3 separate regions of the Zea mays genome follow, and regions 2 and 3 are each linked to region 1. The links are chromatin contacts, called in public Hi-C and HiChIP or PLAC-seq maps. All regions are on one chromosome and are shown on one strand. The core of a region is the stretch at or near the end of the contact, and the rest is flanking DNA. Distances in the headings are between cores, read along the strand shown.

Region 1 (2,999 bases), core at 377-2,876:
ATTGAGCCTCATCAAAGATCAACGATCAAAATGGATCACGTGACTGTTGAGTCTCATCAAGAAGATCAATGATCAAGTGTTGGATGGTCAGACGCTTGTATTTTCAGCCTAGACTTGTCGTAACAGTTAATTGCCCGCCCAACTCATCATTTAGCTCCCTTGCCTATATTTTTAGCTAACGATACCCTTTGAAATGTGAGGAAGAAACTTTGAGTTGATAGTCACGAGATTTGCGGCCTCGTTACACATTTGCCACAAGCTACCATAGATATTCCATATCATTCATGGCAAAAGTATCCTGAGCACGCCCGTGCTTGATAAAGTTTGAAATGGGTTTACAGGGAACATATTGGTAATTCTGGCTTTGACAACGCTCAATCGAATTGCTGATCCAACTCATAACCAAAAACTCTAACATGACATTCACGGAAAGAGACTCCTTAAGCCGTGGACGCCTTCTTCAGCTTGGCGAGCTCTTGCCTGATAGCACCGCCCCTCTGTTCACATAAAAGAAAAAGAAAGTGTGAGCCAGCAATATAGACACTGTCAACAGGAACTAGACATTTGACAGGAAGGTTCCTGACCTTAATCTTCGCCAGCATGACTTTGAACCTATCAAAGTCATTGAGCGATGCTCTCCTCTTCTGGACAATCAGCTTCTTGCCCCATGAGCTGTTCTCCCACTTGGTCTTCACATCTGAAAAAAGAATAGCAAGAGATCAAATAAGTGTCACCATTCTCTTATGGGCAATCATCTAGAATATAGAAGTTGAATAAAGTGTGGCGGTGCTAAAGAGGTCCACAACATAAGCTCTAGAGTTACCAGCTTCCTCCATCGCCTTGATCAGGGCTGTCTTCTTGGGGACACGTTTGATGTCAATCTTGATGTCAGTAAGTGAGAGCCGCTTGAAGTTCACCTGGCACCTGACCATATCAGGGGCATCCACAAGTGCCTGGTTCACAGAATGCAACAAGGCGATGAGGGCTTGAATGCTTGATTAATCAATTACAGCAAGACAAATAATCAAGGCAACGCAGAGATAGGTTGCTAGATACTGAACATTCGTTGCACCTTAAAAGGAATCTAAACGAGGGATTCGGTCTTGGTTCATTCGGGGAACAAGTTTGGCAAACAGCCCTTAGCCTCCTGGCATTGCCAAATGCTAAGGTACTATCTCCTCCATTTATCTCAAGAGTAGGTATGGTTAACCGCTAGATGAGGGCACGAGGGCACGCTACTTGGCCAATTCAAATAAATTGAATCAGGTGCTACCAAATACAGCGATTGTTCACATTTCTAACGAAGATCAGCAGATACAAACCCATTACTACCAGTAGTACAAAGCACGAGCCTAAAGGTCAGTCCTTACCCTGTTCTGGTCGACCACATCGACGATGACAACGAGACGGCCATAGTCCTCCCCGTAGTTCACCAGGGCCACGCGCCCGATCTCCACGAACCTCTTGAACGGCTGCACGCATAGCACAAACACACAAAACCCCAAGTCAGAACCCGCACAACTCATAACCCCCACCGGAACTAACACCACTGACACTAAGCGCGATCGACGTACCATCCTCGCGGTGGCGGTGGCGGCGCGGTGAAGCGGCTGGAGCGAGTGGGCGAAGCGCGGTGGAAGATAAACCAGAAACTAGGGTTCGGCGGTGGGAGTGCCCTATAAAGTGCCGTGCAAGTCCACTGGCGCCGTCGGATCAAGAGAAGCGACACTCTGGCCGTCCGATCCAGATCAGCGGAGTAAGAAGTCTACTGGGCCTTTGGGGCCTCGTTTGGAAGTCCGAATGCTGTGAATGTCCCTGGCTTTCCTTCTAGCAGAAACCCGCGTGGAACTCGGCCACAGACCAGATTTCCCCGGCATTTGGAAGCCCACGCGGGGTTACCTCGAAGAAGTACCTTTTTATTTTTACATTTAAAAATTGGAATAATTGGATCTATACTATTAAAAGATCCAAACTTTAGATATATACCATGGACCCCACATGTCATTGACTCATGTGGACCCACATGTAAGTGAGATAGTAATGGTATAGATCCAAAGTGGTGATCTTTTAATGGTATGGATCCAAATTTCCCTTAAAAATTATTTGAAATTTTTAAACGATATCCAAAACTGAAATCTCTATTGAAAATGGTTGGTTTTGTCAATTTTGGGTATATCCAGTAAAATCCGAACCCGAAATTTCGGGTAATAGTTTTTAAAACAAAAAATTGGGTAGTTGCTTTTAATACCGAATTATTCGACTAAAATATTTCGGGTAACCCGAATGCACAGGTATGTTTTTTTTCTAGACGATGATGATAGCTACCGAATCTAGGATTAATAGATATCGAAGCAGATAGGAAGGGGGTGGAGGTTCCTTTTCACCTCTACCCCTGCAAGGCTGCAAGGCTGCAACCTTCTCGCCAAGTGCCACCAGCGCGGTACGTGTGTCGCCAACACCCTCAAAGTCCTCACCGGTGGCTATCAGGTTTGTTAGATTGAAAATTAGTTAGAAATGTATCACATTTCTCATCCCAGCGATAGTCTGTTAAAAAAGTTTTGTTGTCTTTGTAGAATGAAACGTACATATAAGTTTGTTGCGGTGAAATTGCCTATGCGATCCTTTAACCGTACTTTGGCAGAGTTGGTTAGTGAAAGTGGATCATACTAATTGTGTTGGATACTTGGCAACATCTAGAATTAACTTTATATTTCCTTTTCAGCTGCAAGCATGCGAGGGCTTGTTGCTCTTAGGCTCTCAGATGAGAGTATCCTACCCTTCCACTACAACAATTATGCCACAGAGCTTGACCTCTCCTTAGGAGCTCCCAAACAAATTATAGATTCACCTATTTCAGTTTTTTCCCATTTTCTATTTTTTGGTAAGTCCAAATTTATAGAATCACGACAGTTGTCCTGGTTATCAGAATGGAGCATTGGGTATCTGAAAGAGTACTGTGAATGTCTGTGTGAGCTTGTCACCCTTACACAAGTCAATCA
Region 2 (3,153 bases), core at 313-2,812, 150 kb before region 1:
ATCCTGATTGCTCGATCTTGGCTCATGAGCTTGATTAGATGCTAAAGTAGTAGTAGCATCATTAGATGATGCATTGGTACCCAGAGCACTGCAAGATGCTAAATTAGTAGCAGATATAGCAGCGCGAGATGCTGTGTTAGCAGCCGAAACACTGCTTGGTGCTAAGTTAGCAGATACAGAGCTTTGAAGCACTGAAGCAGAGGAGACCACATTGCTAGCATGTGGCAGACTAGTAGTCACATCATTAGCTGGCTGGGCAGCAACCTTTCCTGGAGATTGCTTCCCAAAAGAACAGTGAGGAGACAAAACTGCAGGTTGCAAAGCAGGGGAGGATGTAGCAGCAGCTGGAGATGCAAATCGGGGAGCACACTGGGTGTGAGTTGCATTGTTTTGATGCTTCAGAATTCGTCCCTGTGACTGCAAGCTGCCTGCACAAGCTTTCTTCAAGCTTGTAGAACTGGCACTTTCTCCGTGGGTAGCAGTAACCCCTTTGCTCTGATCAGTTTCAAGCCTCCTTCGCACATACACAAGATGGCCATTTGCCCCTGGATTGCCCAGCGTGTGATGATTGGTCGGACTCAAGGGGCCATAAGGCTGTGGTCGCTTTATGCCAACTGTAGCAGCAACTTTGTTTTCAGGAAAAGGAGAAGTTGTGGGTTGCTCATTAACAACATTCTTGGGCTGTTTTGGTGATTCCCTCAGTGCTGCCGTATTCTCTGAAACTGAGTGCGGGTTGTCACCACGAGGCATGGTGCCTCTGCCACGAAGTAACCTGGATCGATTTATATGTCATCAGCAGCATTTAATGGTATTAGTTACCAACAAGCACGAAGACCAACTTGCCACATGCCAAGTCAATTGTAAAATTTAGTTTTAAATTTTTTTTTTCAGTTATGCTACCTGTGCAGTTTCCAGCCACAATCTGACGCAAGCATTACATACTTGCAGAATACAGTTTGTGCGACTTTGCTCATGTTGTTTTGAACATTTTTATCACAGAGTACAGGAGATAAAGGTACCCGGCAGTAAAATATGAGTAAACAAGAACACAACAATCGCTGGAGACAAACTGACGGCGACTAGGAACTTCATATCTATGATAAGCAAACATGCGGGGGGGGGGGGGGGGGGGGGGGGGGGCAGTACAGGAAATACACCTGCTCTCGATTACTATCGTGCCGGCTGCTGCCGCTTTCGAACAGCAATCCGGAGCCCCCCGAAAAAACTACAGTGTAGTTCCGCCTCACAGGTTACTGTAGAAAACAGCGGCTGCTGCTGTAGTGCCTGCACTGCAGCGAACAGGTTCGTATGATTTTTTTTTCAAAACAAATTGAATTTAGTGTGTGTAAACATATAACTGAGTCAGATGATAAGACCCAACCGACATAAGATCTGGATACAAATAGCTCGCATTAGGTTTTGTGGTACTCCGTTCGCACACCGGGAAGAGAAAGAAGGGCGTACCAGGTGGATGCTCGTCGGCGGGAAGAGCCCGACGAGGAGGACGGCGCCGCCACGAAAGAAGCCACAGGACTACAGGAGAGAGTGAAAGTGAAGTAGTGAGATGGAGATGTATTGGAGAAATTTGCGCATCAGGATATCATATCAGAGCCAGCCCATATAGGCCAAGTGGGGAAGCAACATGCCTCTGTTGCCTCTCTTTTTTTTCCTTCGTGTTTTCCTTGTATATGTAGTTTATCATGTTTAATTATTTCTATACTTTTTTGTGCCACTAATATGTTTTATCGAAAATTTCAGTGCATACATTTTATTGGTTTTTTAAGAAAATGTGAGCACCTCTAAAAGACCCCTAAAATTATTCTCTTATCTTCTTATAGGTCAGTGCCCGTGCGTTGCAACGGGGACATATCGATAACTTATATATGCTCATATGTGTTATATAATTATGAGATAGAGGATGACATATATGAGCTGTCCGGGATGACACCGAAGAGAAACTCGGCCCTGTGACGCATGGGCACTCACCTAATAAAATATGAAGCCAGAACATAAACAGTTCTCGGAAGCCCTGCCAAAGGGACCCTAAAGAATCACATGAAGATTTTGCAGATAGTTTAAAGCAAGTATTAAAGCAATCTGCAATGTGACAAACAATCCAAGGGACTTCTATTGGTAAGAGGGGTTTGGACGTTTGGTACAATGGAAATTACACAACAATCTCTCCGCTTGCCACAAAATATAAATGTACATAATTTCAGAAGACCCATACAAAGAAACTAGGAAAAAATGGTGCTTTCATGCCCACCTCAACTCTTATGGAAGGAAAAGGGAAAAGTGGAACACTTGAGACATATATATTTACACGATGGAGAGATGGGGATGATGCCAGGACAATGGTACATCTTAAAAAGAATAAACTACCTACATTCTTTCATTCCTTTTAAGAAAAAATAATAACTGAAAGTCGCCTAGAGGGGGGTGAATAGGGCGAATCTGAAATTTATAAACTTAAGCACAACTACAAGCCGGGTTAGCGTTAGAAATATGAATGAGTCCGAGAGAGAGGGTGAAAACAAATCGCAAGCAAATAAAGAGTGAGACACAAGGATTTGTTTTACCGAGGTTCGGTTCTTGCAAACCTACTCCCCGTTGAGGTGGTCACGAAGACCGGGTTTCTTTCAACCCTTTCCCTCTTTCGAACGGTCACTTAGACCGAGTGAGCTTCTCTTCTCAATCAAACGGGACACAAAGTCCCCGCAAGGACCACCACACAATTGGTGTCTCTTGCCTCGGTTACAATTAAGTTGATCACGAAATAATGAGAAACAAAAGAAGCAATCCAAGCGCAAGAGCTCAAATGAACACAACAAATCTCTCTCTCTAATCACTAAAGCTTTGTGTGGAGTTGGGAGATGATTTGATCTCTTTGGTGTGTCTTGCATTGAATGCTATAGCTCTTGTAAGGTGTAGAAGTGTAGAAACTTGGATGCCATTGAATGTGGGGTGGTTAGGGTATTTATAGCCCCAACCACCAAAAATGACCGTTGGAAGTGTGCTGTCGCATGGCGCACCAGACAGTCCGGTGCGCCACCGGACACTGTCCGGTGCGCCAGCCACGTCAGCAGACCGTTGGGGTTCGACCGTTGGAGCTCTGACTTGTGGGGCCTCTGGGCTGTCCGGTGGTGCACCGGA
Region 3 (3,172 bases), core at 50-2,549, 220 kb before region 1:
ATATTTTAGTTAGGAGAAATTAGCTTCTTGGTTTTAAGAAATTGAGAATTCAATTTCTATAAACCGAGCCATATGTTTGGAACCACCTCAATTTCCATAAGTTTATTAAAAATTGGGTGCTTCTAAATATGTCCTCCATAAGTTTATTAAAAATTGGGTGCTTCTAAACATGTCCTAAGCTGGTGAGTGGATCTCCTAACCTAACGCATTTGCGGTATACTTCTCTGAACTTTCAGGGGCAGTGAGATTGAGGTCTCCTACCTGTAGAGCACTGCAGATGGTGTTGAGCTCAGAGGTGAAGTTGAGCTTCTGCTTTGTCATGATCAGCTCGATAACGCCCAGGCAACTGTAACTTCTTTTCTCGAACACTGGCAGCCCCATGGTGCCGTGGACATCGAGGTACTTTGCATCTGTCACCCTGGCGTACTCGTAGCTGGTGAAGCACCTGATGTCCGGCGACCACTCAGGGAGCCTGCCGATGAAGACCCTCCCTGGCAACCCTGGTGACTCCCCTGACCTAACGTCGGCTGGGAACTGGTACTTGGTGGACACCTCCCTGAACCGGATGAGGCTGTCGGAGCGGTGGTCGAGCGTGAACGGCTGACCGCTGGTGGTCAGCACCAGCTTCCCGTCATCGCGGTTGACCGGCACCCAGAGCTGCACGAGGACGTCGCCGTCGCTCTGCGTATCACGGATGTAGGACAGGGCCTGGCTGAACCGCTCCCGCACGGAGGGGGTGCTCGCGCCGCCCGTCTGAATCAACCAGCTGGCGTTCGCGGCCGGCGCCGCCGTCGTCGTCACTGTGGTGGCCGTCGCGTCAGCCGAGAAGAAGGCCGAGGGTGGAGGAAACGCTACCGAGTTGGGCGAGCGCGAGACCACCTCGAGCCAACCGTTGTCGCCGGACAGTAGCTGCTCAAGGAGATCCAAGTCGACGGCCCCCGCGCCTTCGGACGTGGTGCGTGCCACGGAGATGCTCGGAAGCTGCGGGTCTCCTCCCTCTTCCATGCAGATGCAGGTAACACTCTCTTCAGAACCTGCTCTACACAGTTCATCGCGAACGCACTGCATCAGTGGTAGCTATGATCTTGGTAACGCTAACAACAAAACTTGGGCATGCAAGGCCACAGTGCTTCACTTCTGTTCTGCTGGAGATCAAGAAGCAAGGCTCCATGCACATCTTGGGCTAGGAAACCATGGGAATCCTTGGGAGAATTTTGTGCTAGGCATGTTGCCTTCAGGTTGCAGGGTGTGGGAGAACACATCATTTTCAATGGAAAGCAAGCAGCGAAAGAGATTGATAGTTAGGTAGCAAGCAGCTCACTGTTAATCACACGCCTGACGCCTCCGTTCTTGTCATCAAAAAGGCTCCCGTTCTCCTCTCTTCCTCCTGTGGATTAGCTAGGTGCCAGCCTCCACCAGGTAGCTCGGTTCTGCTCACCTCAACTCACCCCCGGAAATGGCTCGATGCTCCACTGCATCTAGTGGTCCTAGTGGATCCTGCTGCGCTGCGAAACGGAAAGGAGAACAAAAAAAATTGCTTGGCCGGGCTTCGCTTGGTGTTGCCCTTATTTTTTGGCGTCGTCGTTACAACAAAGGTTGTGGGGACACCATCGTAATTTTGTTTTTATTTATTTGTTAGAATCTTTCCCTTTCACTGAGGGCCCAGCTGCACCACGCAGGAATCCAATCATAGGTCCATACCCGCTTGGCGCTTCCATATTTTCCATATATAAAGTCAACTTGCAAGGGTGATTCTGCAGCTTCAGAAGGATTCCTTGGTAAGAAAATCCTCTCTTGCACAATACCACGAGTGTTTTTTGAGATTTTTTTTTTAAAATGGTGGTTTGCAAACAGGAGGAACTGGGGACGGCCGTTTTTCACATATAAACAAGAGGAACTGAGACCCAAACTGTCTATTCATGCTGTGGTAGATTTTGGGAATTTTGTAGAAAAGGTGCCTTGTACTTGTAACTATTGTTGAATAACTCACCAAATTCATTTGTCAATTCTGATTCCGGTGACACAAGCATGACCACTGAAATGCAGGCAACAGGGCCTAACCTCAGTGGTGAAAACAGGGGATCAGGGGTGGTCTCTTGATTAGAGATTCTAGCATATATTGGTGTAGGGCCAATCAAAATTTGTCCTCTCTACTCAAATAAAGGCAAACCACAAATTCCGGGACAACTGTTTCTGAAAAGGTTGGAATTTTATATGTAAAATACCCCCACTACCTTGCCATCAAATACATGGTTCTGTCTAACAGAAAAAGTCATAGTAGAAATTTTCTTTTCTGGTTATCTCAACTTATATGGTATAATTCTCTTCTTTATTAACGATTACATTTTCCTTTACTTTGATTGAAACAAATCAATAGATACATTTGTAATTATGCTATCATCTCGTTTGTTTCTAATCATGTCCAATTTAAAATGAACCACTTTTGCAAATGCCTATGTAAAAATGTTTAGACAACAACAACAACAAAGCCTTTTTGTCCCAAGCACGTTGGGGTAGGCTAGAGATGAAACCCCATATGAAAATCTCAGAGCTCAACCCCAAAGAAAAGAAAAGGGAGACAAAGGCAAAGGAGAACCGAAAAACGACGAAACGGGGAAACACATAAAAATAAATAAAACCCACAAGAACCAGCAAGATCTAAAGGGGCACAAGAAAAGGTCAAATGATTAAGGAGGAAAAGCGAAACTACAAATCAGGGTTCTGGCACGTGAATTGCACACTTCCACTCCTTCCTATCCACGGCGAGCTCTTTATCAATATTTCACTCCTTCAGGTCCCTTTTCATAGCCTCTGTCCACGTCAAGGTTGGTCGACCTCTACCTCTCTTCACATTCTCGGGACGCCTAATTATTCCAATATGCACTGGTGCCTCTCCAGGTCTTCGTTGGATATGTCCAAACCATCTCAAACGATGTTGCATAAGCTTCTCCTCAATTGGCGCCACTCCTACTCTCTCTCGTATATCATCATTCCAGACTCGATCTCTCCTTGTGTGGCCACATATCCAGCGCAACATACTCATCTCTGCCACACTTAGTTGTTGGACATGTCGTGTCATGGGCATCATAGGGAGCGGTCACCACCATGCAGTCCGCACCCACAGGAAAGGAAAGAATAAGATTGAGATGAGCTGGGATAAGGCTAGAGAATA

The links. Hi-C and Micro-C count contacts between places; a contact is called where the count stands out from the background. HiChIP or PLAC-seq counts read pairs in DNA pulled down with a chosen protein or histone mark.
Region 2: an H3K4me3 HiChIP or PLAC-seq map of leaf shows a contact between it and region 1, with 4 times the contacts expected there. The contact joins the promoter of LOC100278236 here to the promoter of LOC100192835 in region 1. A contact is called at or near these places in 1 of 25 Hi-C or Micro-C datasets (leaf) and 1 of 3 datasets of contacts at active chromatin or transcription factors (leaf).
Region 3: a Hi-C map of ear shows a contact between it and region 1, with 2.9 times the contacts expected there. The contact joins the promoter of LOC100285205 here to the promoter of LOC100192835 in region 1. A contact is called at or near these places in 4 of 25 Hi-C or Micro-C datasets (ear, endosperm and leaf).

What each region holds. Positions count from the first base shown.
Region 1 is chr2:203,758,986-203,761,984 of Zm-B73-REFERENCE-NAM-5.0, reverse strand. LOC100192835 (60 ribosomal protein L14) reads right to left here and starts at 1,626. Exons shown (of 5, transcript NM_001138026.1): 1 at 1,575-1,626; 2 at 1,371-1,472; 3 at 824-953; 4 at 585-697; 5 at 252-497. The coding sequence starts at 1,577. The coding sequence ends at 441.
Region 2 is chr2:203,904,039-203,907,191 of Zm-B73-REFERENCE-NAM-5.0, reverse strand. It overlaps LOC100278236, which reads right to left and starts at 1,562. Exons shown (of 4, transcript NM_001367354.1): 1 at 1,465-1,562; 2 at 1-772. The coding sequence starts at 750.
Region 3 is chr2:203,975,057-203,978,228 of Zm-B73-REFERENCE-NAM-5.0, reverse strand. LOC100285205 (NIN-like protein 1) reads right to left here and starts at 1,299. Exons shown (of 4, transcript NM_001158099.2): 1 at 262-1,299. The coding sequence starts at 1,068. LOC103647637 (a long non-coding RNA gene) reads left to right here and starts at 650. Exons shown (of 3, transcript XR_004856409.1): 1 at 650-1,595; 2 at 1,680-1,778.